Regions from separate parts of the Rattus norvegicus genome. Here region 1 is linked to region 2. A link is a contact called in public Hi-C data. All regions are on one chromosome and are shown on one strand. Each heading gives the region's core, a stretch centred on a gene start, on an enhancer-like site or on the middle of the called end of the contact. The rest is flanking DNA. Distances are from core to core; before and after follow the strand shown.

Region 1 (4,377 bases), core at 1,338-3,837, 99 kb after region 2:
TCTGCCATTTTGCTGTTTCCACAGCTCTTCTGCGTTTTTATGCTTCTGTTTCTCCATTACTGCCCCCCTTTTTGTATTAAGTGTGTGTCTTCCACCACACAATGTGCTTTTGCTTCCTTTTTATTATTCTCTTTAGAAGTTATTCTCTTAGTGGCTGCTCTGGGGATTACAGTTCACATTTTAATTGAATCAATCTACTTTAGACCAATACAGGCTTAATTTTGATAGCATATGAGCATTTCCCTCTAGGATCACCCTGTCTCCCCACCTGTGCTTGGCTAATCTGAAAATTGCCTTGATACATTAGGATCCAACTGGTAATTTTATGATGTCTGCCTTATTATGCTATCTTAAGTGGCAAAAAAGGTTAAAGCTACTCAGTCTTTTATACGCATGTATGATTTTTATTGATGCTTTTTATGTGCATGCATCTGAGTTACTACTTTTTTCATTTCAGCATTAGTATTTCTTGTAGAGTAGGGCTGCTAGTCACAGCCCTTTTGTGTGCATGTGTACATGTGTGCAGTACGTGTACATATGTGTTGTGTGTCCATGTGGTGTGTTGGGACTGATCCAGTTTTTACTATCTGGCAATGTTTTATTTTTTGTTCATTTGAAGTGCAGTCTCGCTGTCCCTTAGAATTCTTGACTCACAGTCCTTCTCTGAACACACAGATATGCTCATGCCTTCTGACCGCCATGATGGCTGTAGTGTGTGAAGTCAGCTGATAATCTGAGAAGCACGTGCACAGGATAGGTCAAGCTTGTCTGGCTACCTTCACCATTTCCCTGGTCTCTTGGAACTCTGTGGCTCATCACCATGTGATGTCTTCATGGAGAGCTCACTAAGCCTCTTGGATAGGGAAGCAGGTACTTTCTACCACGTCTAAGTTTTTAGCCATGTGTCTTCAAACCCTCTTCTGGACTCTTCTGTCTGACATTCCCTGTTCACATCTTTGTATGCCTGATGGTTTGGGGCAGGTCTCTCAGCCTCCATTCATTAGCCTTCCCTCATTTCCTTCCTGTTCCCCAGAGTGGATTTATTTTATCTTATTGATTCTGGTTTCGGGGATTCTTTCTTTGCAGATCAAATCTGCTTACGGAAGTCTTGGCGATAGGTTTTGAGTCAGAATCTACTTTTGAACACCAGAATTTCCACTTGGTTCTGACGGGTGCTTTGCTGGCACATCTCTGCCTTACATGTGTGCCTGGTGTGCAACGAGGCCAGAAGGAGCATCAGATCTCCTGGGACTGGCCTTGCAGAACATTGTAAACCACCCTGTGGATGGCTGGGGACTGAACGCTGGTCCTCTGAGCAGCAGCCAGTGCTTTTCACCTGAGTTATATCTCAGCCCCACTGCTTCTGACTGCCACTCATTTTGCCATTTGATGAGACCATATTCCTACACACTAGTTCTCAGGTACTGTTTCCTTCAATTTTTTGAACATGTAAATGATTCAAGTAATTTTCTCCTGTAGGCTGAAATCTGGACTTCCTCACACAGTTTCTGCACACAGACCTTTGTTCCTTTCCATGGATAAGACTTTCCAATTTTTGTATGTTTGTTAAAAGTTCTTTTGGTAAGTCCTGGACATTTCTGAGTAAGTGTGACATAGTATTTTGGAAGACATATTTTTGTCCCACACCTACTTTGAGTTTTTTATTGTAGTTTTTATTTTACCCTTAAAAAAGATTTATTTATATTTATTACATAAGTACACTGTAGCTGTCTTCAGACACACCAGAAGAGGGCATCAGATCTCATTACAGATGGTTGTGAGCCACCATGTGGTTGCTGGGAATTGAACTCAGGCCCTCTGGAAGAGCAGTCAGTGCTCTTAGCCACTGAGCCATCTCTCCAGTCCATATTTTACTCTTTATAATAACCTTATAACTAAAATACTGTCAGATTGTCTTTGTTGTATATGACCACTAGAATCTGTTCAGCAAAGTTCGTGGGTCGGCAATTACAATCCGCAGTAGAAATATCCCTCTGCAGACCATTCTTGTGTGTGTCGGGGTTAGTGCATGCCACTGCACATGAGGGAGGTCAGAAGACAGCATGCAGGAGTGAGTTCTCTCCCTTCACTCTGTGCGTCTTGGGGAACTGAACTCAGGTCATGATGACTGGTGTGAGGGGATTTACCCACCAAGCTATCTGGCTGACCCCCAGAGAAGACATAGGCGAGTCACTAAGTCCCCCATGCTTTGCTATGTAGGTTCTACAGAGGCTGGGCATGCCTTCGACGGGAATGAGTGATCCATGCCATCTCAGGTCTTCCCCAGGCGTGCAGTTACCCTTCATACGGACTCCAGGAGTATGTCGACATTTCCAAAGCTCCCGTGGCCGCTCACGCACATGCTCTGCCTCTCTCACTGTTCCCGCCACAGCCTTCATCTTAGGTAAATGTCACTGCACTCACACCCGATTTACATTACTCAGTAACAATGCCCTGGTGTTAGGACCTTTGTCAACGAGCGAACTCTGAGTCAAATCAAATAAAGTCAGGCCCTAAACATGGTCTTTTCCAGGGTGCTAACCCAAAGTCAAATAGTGACGAGTGTCTTTGGAATGTGGCTCTGAGGGACACTGAGCCTACTGGCTCCTTCAGCGGCTGCTAAGCTACTTGTCAGCTGTTATGGCCCGAGTCTGCTGGTCTCCAGGGCCATGGGGCTGAAACAAGACCGAGACAGGGAGATTTGAGAGGTCCTTATTCTAGCATTCGAGGTGGTGGTAGTGGTGTGCTCCCCGCCTATGGCAGGCAACTCCTGCCCTGTGCCATATTAAAATCTAGGACTGAGGAATGCTTTGTTTTAGCCCAGACTCTTACACTTCAAGAGATATCTTCCTATGCCTTCTCCCTTGTGACTGTTAGCTCCATGCTGTGCTCATAGCAATAACTTTCCCCTTGTATGCCATCTTTTGACTTCTGTGCAATTATTACCCAAAAGTCAAAATAGTAGAGGAGGTATGCAGGCTCAAGTTTGTGGACTTTATGGCGTTGCACTTATCAGCATTATTTGAGTTTCTATGTTCTAGACCAGTGGTTCTCAACCTTCCTAATGCTGCAACCCTTTACTATAGTTTCTCATGCTGTAGGGACTCCCCAACCATAAAATTATTTTCACTGCCACTCATAACTTAATTTTGCTAGTGTAATGAATTGTAATGTAAATATCTGTGTTTTCTGATGGTATTAGGCAAACTCTGTGGAAGGGTCATTACCCTCAGGCTGAGAACCGCTGCTCTATATGGTGTGTTTGTATATACTTGAGATAGACGATGTGTGTGGTGCTACCTAACTCATAGGGAATAAGGGTCTTACAGGACTCCAAAGTGGCGAGATTACAGGTATAGCATCTGGGCTTCAGAGACACCTGAGAAGAACCAAGATAAGTAGAAGTTTCCTAGTAGTGGTTACAGGGTTAAGGGAGAGAGGTTGTAAAAACTGGGAGAAATGATCTCTCACTGAGAGAACACCGAGGGAAGAGAGATGTTTATTGCACACTGATATAATAAAATTCTGCCCCCTTGGTCATAATCATAATCTAGAATTCCAAAGATTACAACGAAGAGTAGAAATGGGAAGGCATTGAACTTTTCTCCTCTGGTACACATATGTGCATGGATGCTTACGCCGCAGAACCTATGAGGGGTCAGATGACAACCTAAGGAGTCACGTCTCTCCTCCTCCTGTGTGGGTCTCAGAGTGTGAACTCAAGAGTACCAGGCTTTGGCAGTGCCTTACGTGTGCCCTGGGATAGCTTTTAATGTGGTATAAGAGCTCCTAATGACAATGTCAGGAGCAAGCGACTGACTAAGCAGAGCACTGCCTGGGCCAGGGGAGACAGAACTGAACAGGAAAGAACTGTTTCCTAGTTCATGAGGTAAAAACAGCCTCATTTTAAGAGTGAACAGGAGAGATTAGGGCTGGTGATGTAACTTAGTGTGGAAGGCTAGGACCCACAGGTGAAGGAGAGGACTGACAGACGTGGTAATTAATGAAGAGCAGCTGACAGAATGGCCATCTGTTAAGGATCCAGAGTCAGGATGAAGACTGAAGTCACTGAGTACAGCAGAATTCCAGTCTGCAACAATCATGAGAGTTGCTCTGGCACCTGATTAAACTGGCGGATAACGTTAGAGCGAGGTAAATCTTCAATGGGAGTCTGGATCTCCAAGGAGAGCAATTCATTTTTAAACAATTGCCCTCCAAGTTACTAAATCAGCAGACAAAACAATGAAGCTCGATCACTATGGCATTTTAATGATGCCATTACACACTGTGCTGTCCTTCCTCTCCCACACTCTTCCCCCCAGCCCCTGCCCCCCCTAATCTTGCAGGTCCCCCTCTCCCCTCTTCTCTCCAATATTC
Region 2 (4,223 bases), core at 1,030-3,529:
CTGGGATTAGAACACTTTATAGTAACAGAAACGGGAAGAAGCGAATATCAGGAATCTGTCCACGTGTGGTCCCTGTTCAATACACAGAAGTAGAACAGTATGGTGACCACCCGCGTCTGGAAAACCAGATTTGTGTTGTATGGGCACTGCGAATCAGTGTAGTACAGCGATATTGGAAAAAAATGGACTATGGTGATGGTTGATCAACAATATATTTAACGCCATCGACCTACACATTTAAAACTGGTTTATAAAGATAAATTATAAGCTATGTGTAGCTTATAATTTAAAATAACTAAGAATAAAGAAATTACAGTTTGTAAAGAGAGGGAGGGAAAGGAAGTAACTGGAAACAGCGCCACACACACACACCCACTTCTGTATGTTTTAATGAAATTTAAAAACAACAACAACAAAAAAAAAAAACCCACACCCAGAACTAACGTTCTGACCACCCCCCAGCATCTGCTGCTGAGCCAGTTTTATACCACAGCCATAGTGGAACCTGGATGAGTCACTTTCGAGTTTGAAATGAGTTTGTGTGAGGTCAAAATACTCTCCCATGAATAACTTAGGTCAAAAGCTGTATTGATGTCTGGATCTATTATCATTTTTTGAGTAAATTCTTTAACCTGACAGAAAATAGGCTTAAGACTGACAGAAACAGAAGTAAGATTTCTAGAGAACATCCTTTCGGAGAACATTAAAAACATAAAAGTAGTAAAAATAGATACGCCCTAAGGACTAGAAATAAACTCTGTAGTTTATTAAGAAAACTCTTTGTAGTTTTATTAGTCTTAATTATTTTCTCCATCTCAACTTAAAAAATCAAACAAACGACATAAAACTCTCCCTCCACCCAGTCACCAACCTCCATTGCAAAGCCAGGCGCGCGCGCGCGCGCGCGCACACACACACACACACACACACACACACACACTCTGAGGACACACACACACACACACACACACTCTGAGGACACACACACACACACACACACACTCTGAGGACACACACACACACACACACACACACACACACACACTCTCTCTGAGGACCTGCCCTGTAGTTGCTCCCCACAACCCTGTCCCGCCAGCAATCTCAACAGAATCAGATTCAAGAATTCAAGAACAGAGAGGCAAGCACGCACGCAGCACGTTAATTAGCCCAAGTTCACGAACAGTGCCCAGAGAGCCTCCTTATCAAGCCTCTGGGACTGCTTCATCTGCAATTCAAGTCCACGGCTAACCCTCCCCGAGATAGGGATCCTGCTGCAACCAGCAAAAATTCTTGTTTAGCCCGGCCGCGCCTCGCCAGCCGTCCAGAAAGGGGCTGAGACCAGGCTATCCCAGGCACAAAGCCTCTCTTCTCCCAAATGCCCTTCAAACCGCCCAGGAAGGTGTTGGCTGCAAGTGGTTTCGGTCGCTCGAAGGAACTGGGCGAGCAGGTGTCGGTCGTGTGAGAAGCCATCAAGCTTCAGTGCGATTTGTACCAGTTAAGAAACTTGGTGGTTGCACTAAGCAGACACTTTTTAAAGCAATCCAAAGACCCGGTGGGGGTTTGTTAGCGACCGAAAAGGACCCACCCACAAAGGGGACTAGAGAGTGTCGCAAAGGGGACTAGAGAGTGTCACAAAGGCGTCGACAGGTAACAAGAGGGCGGTCGGCACCCTTCACCAGAAACAGAACTTGGTTCTACAGAAGCTGCCCAGCAGCCTGTGCAAGGTGACTCCCTGGGGACACGCGGCCCGGAGCACCCCAGCCGCTCCGGAACAGCGACAACTTACTGGCTTGGGCATCTTGGCTGGCTGGTGGCTCTGCGTGGGTCCTCGGTAAGTCGGCTGTGCGGCGACGGCGGAGACACGTCGGGACCGGCAGGCGGAGGGAAGCCCTACGCGCGCTCCGCAGTCCGGAGCTTAAGAACTGGCCCGGCAGTCCCAGGCTGTCACGCCCAGACGGGGCGGGGCCGGGCGCGCGCGCCCGAGCGCTCCGCAGGTTTCACTTCGTGAAGCAACCGTTGCCCCAGAGCCGAAACCGCAACCGCGGGATCTTTTAACACTTCTTTTTTCTTTTTCTTCACAAATTGGGATCGGCCGGGAGGGGGGCGCGTGTCTGTGCAGCCCGCGCTCCGCTTGGCTTCGGGAAGGGATCCACGCTCCCCCGCAGGAGGGGTGGACGGAGGGTCGCGCAGCGGCTCGAGCTGCACTGGGGGCTCAGCTCCACTGTCCCTCAGGCGTGGGGACTCCCAAGTCCGCGCACAGGCAGTCGTCCCCTCCATCAGTTCCCTCCTCGGAGCGCACGTGGTGGCACACCGAATGCTCCCTCCCGCGAGCCCCGGATCTCGAACGGGGCGGGGTCCCGGGGCCGCACCCCGACCCAGCCACCGTGCACGACCAGCGAGGTGAGCCGGCCAATATGGCCGCGTCCCCGCGGGATCCGGACCGGACGGGACCCGGGGACCTCCGTCCGCGGCACCCTCGCTTACGACTCCGCGGAGGAGTCTGCTGCTGCAGCCGGCGAGCGCGGAGGGAAAGTGCTAGTGCCCCACGCTGCACCGAGCGGAGTCGAGGAAATGCTACTCCACGTGCTGGGGCGGCCGCCACCCGGCCTGTTCGTGGGTGGGGCCGCCGGGTCTCACCCTAGTCGCAGCCCCGGGTCTCTGTGCACGTGGCCGGCGCAGCCTCTGGGACAGGCATGCGCGTGGAATATCCCTTTCCCAGATGCTTTAGTTAAAAGGATTAATTTGTAGCAAAAGGCCCCACAGGTAGTGGTCTCTGAAGTCCGCCTAAAAACTAGTTCTAAAATTAGTTCTAAACTAATTCTAAAATTAATTCTCCTGCAACAGTCCAATGTTTTCCTGTAACACTGGTGGGCTGTGGAATCTGTTGGGCTATGATTAAAGTCTTGGTTCTCAAACCCTGGTTCAGAGACAAGACCCACCTCAGGGTGAAAAATCTCAGGTGGTTGAAGCTGGGTGAAAGTTGAGACCTGAGCTGCTCCTCAGTTTCTTTCTGGCTGGCTATGGCACTGGAAAGGTTGATTCCTTAGTTTTCTTATCTGCAGAACTGCCCCATCTTAGGGCGCCTGTTCTGTGAGTTGTGATGAGGATTAATTGCATTGAGTGTGAGATGCACTCAACTCCTTTCCGGGATTGAGTATATCCAATCCAGGACGGGAAAAGTTCCTTTGGGACTCGGTAATCCTAATTTGTAGAATAGGGAGTCTAGGAGCAACATGTACAAAGATGTAGACTGCAATGAAATACACATGTGAGATTACCGTCCTGCTAGGTAAATACTAACCCAGTCGCTGTGGGTCACATGACTCATATTTGCATGTCTAGGCACTTCAGGGGCCTGGCAATGAGTGAGACCATGTTTGAGGTGACCTCTCATCAGCAGGGTCAATTCCCTTGAAAGATACAATTTCTTTTTTATTACAATAACAATCATATAGTGGATAGAAAGGAAATTATGGAAGATGTTCACATCACCTAAAGCGAGAGCATCCCAGATGGGACATATTCCGAATAGACCCTACCTGGGCTGCCTTATTCCCCCAGATGCCTGGAGAGTTCCACGCATCTAATCCAGTTTTGATCTCGCTCTGTTTACGGTATACTGTCTACTCGAGTGGATGTTTGAAATAGCAGTGGCCTGGGGCCTTCAGAATCCTTTTCTGAACCTTACCCTCCAAAGGAATTTTTGAAAAATAGTCTGTGTGGTGTAGTGAAAATAAAAAAGATGACAGGGTTTAGAAACAAACAAAAGCTGCATTCTGTCTCCAGCACTCACCAGCTGGTGACTGGCTGAACCATACAATCCCAGCTGCCGCCTTCTCCTCCCTAGAATAAAGGTGACCGTACCTATCGTGTAGAACACTTCGCATATCCAACATGTGATTATTATTTGTTGCATAAATGAACATTACAAAGCCATATTTGTCTGTTCTTTCCCATTAATATAAACCCTCAAACTTACACTTAGATGTTACTGTGCAAGGTAAAACTTCTTTCCAATAAAGCCACAGGTATTACACCTAATGAGTGTTTTAGAAGGATTTTCCGGGGGAGGGGCCAGGTGTCTTTTTTTTTTTTTTAATCTGACCTAAACCCTCTCAGCCCAGCATTTTCAGGAGTTGTTTCAGTCTATGAGACTGTCAACAGGACAGTGGCCTGGAAATCTGTATCCTTGACAAGCCATCCCATCATCCCTTCATGTACCC

Evidence for each region. Hi-C and Micro-C count contacts between places; a contact is called where the count stands out from the background.
Region 1: a Hi-C map of Schwann cells shows a contact between it and region 2, with 8 times the contacts expected there. The contact joins the enhancer-like site here to the promoter of Ezr in region 2. A contact is called at or near these places in 8 of 12 Hi-C or Micro-C datasets (the A7r5 cell line, the Rat2 cell line, Schwann cells and 4 more).

Annotation. Positions count from the first base shown.
Region 1 is chr1:49,512,569-49,516,945 of GRCr8, forward strand. It overlaps a transcript of Rsph3 not described here. Among named protein-coding and RNA genes, the nearest start is that of Rsph3, 44 kb to the right of the region's middle. Within about 2 kb of position 2,588, at least 4 of the 93 cell types and tissues checked have an H3K27ac peak or open chromatin away from gene starts, as enhancers often do. A contact at or near this core is called in the A7r5 cell line and Schwann cells, where this site is marked.
Region 2 is chr1:49,414,294-49,418,516 of GRCr8, forward strand. It overlaps Ezr (ezrin), which reads right to left and starts at 2,280. Exons shown (of 13, transcript NM_019357.1): 1 at 1,787-2,280. The coding sequence starts at 1,798.